Linked DNA regions of Mus musculus: region 1 is linked to region 2. A link is a contact called in public Hi-C data. All regions are on one chromosome and are shown on one strand. Each heading gives the region's core, a stretch centred on a gene start, on an enhancer-like site or on the middle of the called end of the contact. The rest is flanking DNA. Distances are from core to core; before and after follow the strand shown. Region 1 has its middle 5.8 kb from the start of Gm13580. Region 2 holds the start of Wdsub1 (WD repeat, SAM and U-box domain containing 1).

Region 1 (2,700 bases), core at 15-2,514, 520 kb after region 2:
AAGGCCAGAGAATCAGGCTCTGAGAATGAACCCCAACAGGCAGTAGTGATGACACAGGCAAAGTGGGTGGGCACACTACCACTGAGGAAAATGCCTTTTCCTCTCAGCAACACTAACTGCATTTTTATCCTCGGGGAGGGCTAGCCTCATGCTCCACATTCCTCCCCTGACAGAATATCCACTCACGCAATCTCATGCGTGTCGTGTACACTCAAAGATGCTGAGAGTTCAAGAGCATAAAACCACGTCATTCCAGGAAGATTCCACTCTACAATGCTCCGTTGCTTCATCCAGTTCCTGTAGCCTTCCCACCCCGTCTTCTACGATGTTCCCTTTCAGGCATTGACATAGATGTCCCATTTAGGGTTCAGCATTTAGCAGTCAATTTAATTCTTAGCACGTGACCAGCTATGAGTCACCCACTGCCCACTTAGAAAACGAGCCTCTCTTATCACAGAAGACAGCGGTACTAATCTACATGGGCACAAAACAATATTTAGAAGGCAAAATTGAGAAGCACATTACTCCCAGTTAGTAGACCGATAGCAGTGGAGTCCATACTAGGTCATGTGACTCCCCTAGCCTTTGATGGGCTTCACAGTAGCAGAAATGAGTTCCTTCCTGTGGAGTGGGCCTCAGAGCCAATCGGAAAGTGATTGCACCCTATAACAGCCATGTTGCTACTGCGCCAGAGTGCTCCTGTTGCTTGGATAGTCAATGTTATGATACGCAGAGACCACAGCTGAGCATGACTGTTGATCAGAGTGTCTCCTGCAGCCTGTATAACAGCTTCCAACAGTATGAGGGCTACATAGTAGGGAGGAAGCTCCTAGCTCAGTTATAGCTTGACTTGTCTTATTTCAGTGACCTACATGTGAGGTGTCTTCAGCAGGAAGGTCTTACCATCCAATGCTAGTGGGAAAACAAGAACACTGGCAGTAGCTCGTGACTTGGGGGCCTTCAGGAGCTTTCTGGAACCACCACCCCTAGTCCTTTCCTCCACATTTAAGAAGGGGAGTTGAAGTACAGACCTCACTCAGCCTCTACTATTTTCTTGAAGGCTGGCTTTTACTTTCTCACCCTTGGATTGACCGCTGGCCCATGACGTTAACTGCCAATAGTGAACCACCCTTTGCTACATCCTCCTGGGCATCCAAATTGTGTTTGATACAGTGATCATGTGACCACGCCTTTCTCCTCTCCTATGAGACTGCAGTACCGATTTCTTTGCTGCCTTTCTTCCTCCTTGCCTTAGTGGATATTTGCCAACTTCCTGATCTGTCTCTGTTTGAAGAAGTAGTGGGAAGGTCGTAGAATCCATGGGGTACAGATGGAGGCTGTGACTTCTCTCTCCTCCTCTCTCTTCCTTCTTCCTTGTCTTTGTCTCCCCTTCTCACTTCCCTTCCCTCCCCTCCCCTTCCCTTCCCTCCCCTCCCCCTCCCCTCCCCCTCCCCTCCCCTCCCCTCCCCTCCCTTCCCCCTTCCCTTTCTTCTCCCCTCCCCTCCTCTCCTCTCCCCTCCTTTCCCTTCCTCCTCCCTCCCCATTTTCTTCTACTCCCCTCCTCTTCTTGCTACAGTACTAGACTCCAACTGGTGTGCCACCCACCAAGACTGTTGCATGGGAAATCAGAAATAATTTCTAGAGGAAGATGAAACAAGAACTCAGGACCACTGACAGTGTAATGTCAGCCCTGATGTGCCCTGCCTCCTGCAGCCACCACAGACATGACCATGATGGTCTCAGCAAACCATTCATGTGGCCTCCTTGAGTTTGTCTGAGCTCACAGCTGCCTTCCTCCTCCTCCTTCTTTCCCCCCCCCCCTTTCATTTTCTAATCTCTGTTCTCTAACATGTACTCCTATCCTATCAAATCTGCCTACGGGTGGGGGCTGTGGTATGCTCCTAAGATATGTGGCCAGCACATTTTCTTTTCTTTCTCACTCCTGAGTGAAGGTTTTCTGGACATTCTACTCTTGCCTACCTGCCTCCACCTACACTTCCACCTTTGGAAAATTCACTTATTTCCCAGGTATGAATGGCCTCCTGGCCTTTTTCTCCATTTCCCCTTCTCTCTCTCTTCCCTTTAATCTCCCGTTATCAAGTGCACGTGCCCAGGATGAGATCCTGATAGCAAAATTATCAAGATTAACCCAGATACGTTAAGTTTCATCCTGATAACTATTATTTCTCTCTTCCTGCCGGAACACTCTTCATGTAAAATTTCAACCTTCTCCATCCCTTACATCCCTGGCCAATAAATAGTCCCACGTTCTGTTTATTTTTCCTGCCCTGTAACTCACAACGCTTCCTTTTCCTCATACCGTTAGTACTTTGTTCTTGTCGGAACAACTGCCATATGTCTCCTGTCCCTAGCTGTTTACGGAATGAACTTGATTAGAGTACACGGCATCTCACCTGCCCTTTCCGGTAGCTTCAGTAGCCCTGGGTTAACGAGGAAACTCTCCCAGGTGACCACTCACAGTCCAGTCCTAACGTACTCCCTAGGCGCTCAATCTATGTGTAAGGTCCAAAACCACTGCGTGATCTCTTGTGGTGTTCAATGCTTCCCCATCTTCATACCCCTGCTCTGGATATTTTCATGATCTGAAGTGTTTTTCTCGATAGTTAATCCCAAGTAACAACTTGGTGCCATTTCCTCTGTGAGGTCCACCTTGTCCCCATGGAAAGGGCTGCTCGACCT
Region 2 (2,700 bases), core at 141-2,640:
GGGGGGCATTGTGTTCAGGTATCCAAGGCTGACCAGCATTTGTGTGAGTCTGGCTTATTTCACTTAGCAGGGTCATTTCTAGTTCCAACATTTTCCCACAAATATCATGATTTCATTTTTCTTTGTGGCAAAGTAAAATTCTATTGTGTATATGTACCGATTTTAAAAATCCATTTGTATCAGTTTAAAAAAATCCAACTGGCAACAGTCATCTAGATCAGTTCCATTTCTTGTGGTATGCAGCCTTGTACCGCACACAGTGCATGTATCTCTGTGGTAGGACTTAGATCTTTGGCTACATAAGATGTTGTACAGGCAGGTCGAATGTCAGTCTTCTGAGAATGCTTCATACTGATTCCTGCAGCGGCAGCCCCTGTGTGCATTCCCACCGCCAGTGACCACAAAGAAGTAGGCACCCTGTCCATATTGCTTATCTCTGCAACCACAGCATGCAAGGCAGTGCTAGGTACCTAACGTGCTCAAATGAAACTCCGTTCCAAATATAGTTGAGTTTGCTTTTAAATGTTACATATGAAATCTAGCATGGAATGATTTAGAAAGTAAAGCTTCCAAAACAAAAATCTAACTGTGGAAAAACAGTATAATTAAAAATTAGTGCCGGGCATCCTGGCCTGAGCCTGTAACACCAACACTAGGGAGGCAGAGGCAGGACGAGGATCAGGGGTTCAAGATCACCTTCAGCTAAACAAGGAGGTAAAGCCTACCTAACTAGTCTCAGAAAACCAACAAACGAGTAACAATCGCGGCTGAAACCATCCCTAAGAAACAGACGTGACCTCGACTTGTAAAATGGATAATCTCTTGTCTTCATCTAGTTTACGGAAATCTCTACAAATAAATAAGTAAATGTTTTCATTTTCATCTTCTTCCCAAAGTTCAGCAGCCTTCCCTCCAGGTCTCTCATAGCCTCACAAAACAAAACAAGCAGAAACACTCCAACAGGTTCTCGGAAAACAAGCTCAGATGGAGCTTTCTGGAGCCGGTCCAAATCCCCGGAGTGCCAATGCAGCGAGAGACTTTCCGAACCGGCTCCCGCTCTCTCTCTCTCGGCGCACAAGAGGCCGGGCGAGCCAGCAGGCCAGTGGGGTGTGCGTGACCGCAGCCCACCCGGTGGCCCGGTCCTGCCCCCGCCCCAACGCCACCTGGCGTGCAGCCCACACTCACTTCCCTCGCACCCGGACTGAGAGTCCCGCCTCCGGGCGGCTCCTCCCCTGCGCGGCTCCGGGGTCGAGGTCACGCACCTCCGGGTTCTGAGGTCACCAAGTCTGCACTGCCCCGGGCTCGGCCCCGGGCTGGGCCCCGAGCTGGGCTGCTGGGCTGGGCTGCTCACTAGGCAGAGCCCGACTCACTGGGTCACGTGTTACCTAACTGAGGTGGGCGTGGCTGCGGCGCAGGGAGAGCCGCGCAAGCCCCACCCCGCGCCCATGCCCGCGCATGCGTGCCCGCGGCAGCTCCGGTAGGCCGGTTCCCTGTGGGCTTTGGCTGTGGTAATTTACCTGGAAGTTGGTTTTTTTTCTTGTTTGTTTTGGGTTTTGTTTTGCTTAATGGTCCAAATGGGACTATATCATACTGCCGAATGGTAGTTTAACTTTTTTGCTCACAGAAAAAAAAAAGTTAGATTAAGCTCCTTCGTACTTAGATCTCTATCCACACTTCTGAACCTCAACTAGAGCTAAATAGAAATGGAACTACTGGGTGTATGAGCCTAAAGAATTTTCAGACTTACGTTACATACCAAGTACCCAGTGGCTCTGGGTTGTTTGTACTTGGCATGGTTTGTACTCTGAATGATATATGTAGAGTGGTGCCTGTCTCTCCACATTCTTGCCAGACTTGAGTGTTATCTTTTTCTATCTCCATAGTGACTGGAGCCCTGGTGAATGTGTATTTTGTTTGATATGGGCATAGCCGTATCAAGGAGCCCAGTGCCTTAGAGCCATGGGACTGGAAAAGCCACCCCTCCTGTCTGACGTTCTAACGTTAACGGGGTGTGCAGAAATGTCCTCTCTAGCTTTGTCCTCCTGGATGTTTACCGCCTGAAGACTGGTCCCCCACAGAGACTGCTCCTAGTGATGAGCTAAGCCTGTCTCCTTGTTCAGCTGTATACTATAAACCCTGCCATCTTAATTCAGCTATATGTTGAACTGTAACCCCTCTCTGTGTCCAACTGTATGTATTAAACAGGCTGGGTTCCCAGGGTTCTGCAGCCTTTTCCATGAGAGAGCCCAGACCATGTCATCCCAGATTCTGTGGATGTGTGTCTGTCACGCCTTCTTTCCTTTGAGGCCCGTTGCAAGGATGCAGCACATCTCCATCAATTTGACTGGCTATTATCTTAGTAAAATCTGTGAAATCTATGAAAGAAACCTAGGTGATAGTTAATAGTGTCAATGTGTCCAGAGCTAGAATCACCATGGAAACAAAGTTCTGGACATGGCTGTGAGGGATTTTTTTGATTAGGCTAATGAGGTGGAAAGGTCCACCCTAACTGTGGTGGTACCATCCCACTCGGTGACTTGGGCTGAAGAAAAAGGAGCACCAGTGTTTATCTCTTTCTTGACTTGGATGCAATGTGACCAGTTTCCCCAGGCAGTGCTGCCCATGTTCCCTGTCACGATGCTCTTTATCCTCTGGAACTGTGAGCCAAAGTGAACCACCCTTTCCCCAAGTTGCTCTTGC

What was found. A called contact is a pair of places that touch in the nucleus more often than the background predicts.
Region 1: a contact with region 2 is called in a Hi-C map of the G1E-ER4 cell line, with 2.4 times the contacts expected there. The contact joins the enhancer-like site here to the promoter of Wdsub1 in region 2. A contact is called at or near these places in 7 of 39 promoter capture datasets (the 3T3-L1 cell line, 3T3-L1-derived adipocytes, the C10 cell line and 4 more), 2 of 15 datasets of contacts at CTCF or cohesin (large pre-B cells and pro-B cells), 4 of 484 Hi-C or Micro-C datasets (the G1E-ER4 cell line and embryonic stem cells), 3 of 115 datasets of contacts at active chromatin or transcription factors (embryonic stem cells and large pre-B cells) and 4 of 9 other capture datasets (adipose tissue, embryonic stem cells, liver and 1 more).

Annotation. Positions count from the first base shown.
Region 1 is chr2:60,404,412-60,407,111 of GRCm38.p6, forward strand. No RefSeq gene overlaps it. Among named protein-coding and RNA genes, the nearest start is that of Gm13580, 5.8 kb to the right of the region's middle. Within about 2 kb of position 1,265, at least 11 of the 459 cell types and tissues checked have an H3K27ac peak or open chromatin away from gene starts, as enhancers often do. A contact at or near this core is called in the G1E-ER4 cell line, where this site is marked.
Region 2 is chr2:59,881,216-59,883,915 of GRCm38.p6, forward strand. It overlaps Wdsub1 (WD repeat, SAM and U-box domain containing 1), which reads right to left and starts at 1,391. Exons shown (of 11, transcript NM_001379396.1): 1 at 1,263-1,391. Gm52554 (a long non-coding RNA gene) reads left to right here and starts at 1,464. Exons shown (of 3, transcript XR_003954039.1): 1 at 1,464-1,477.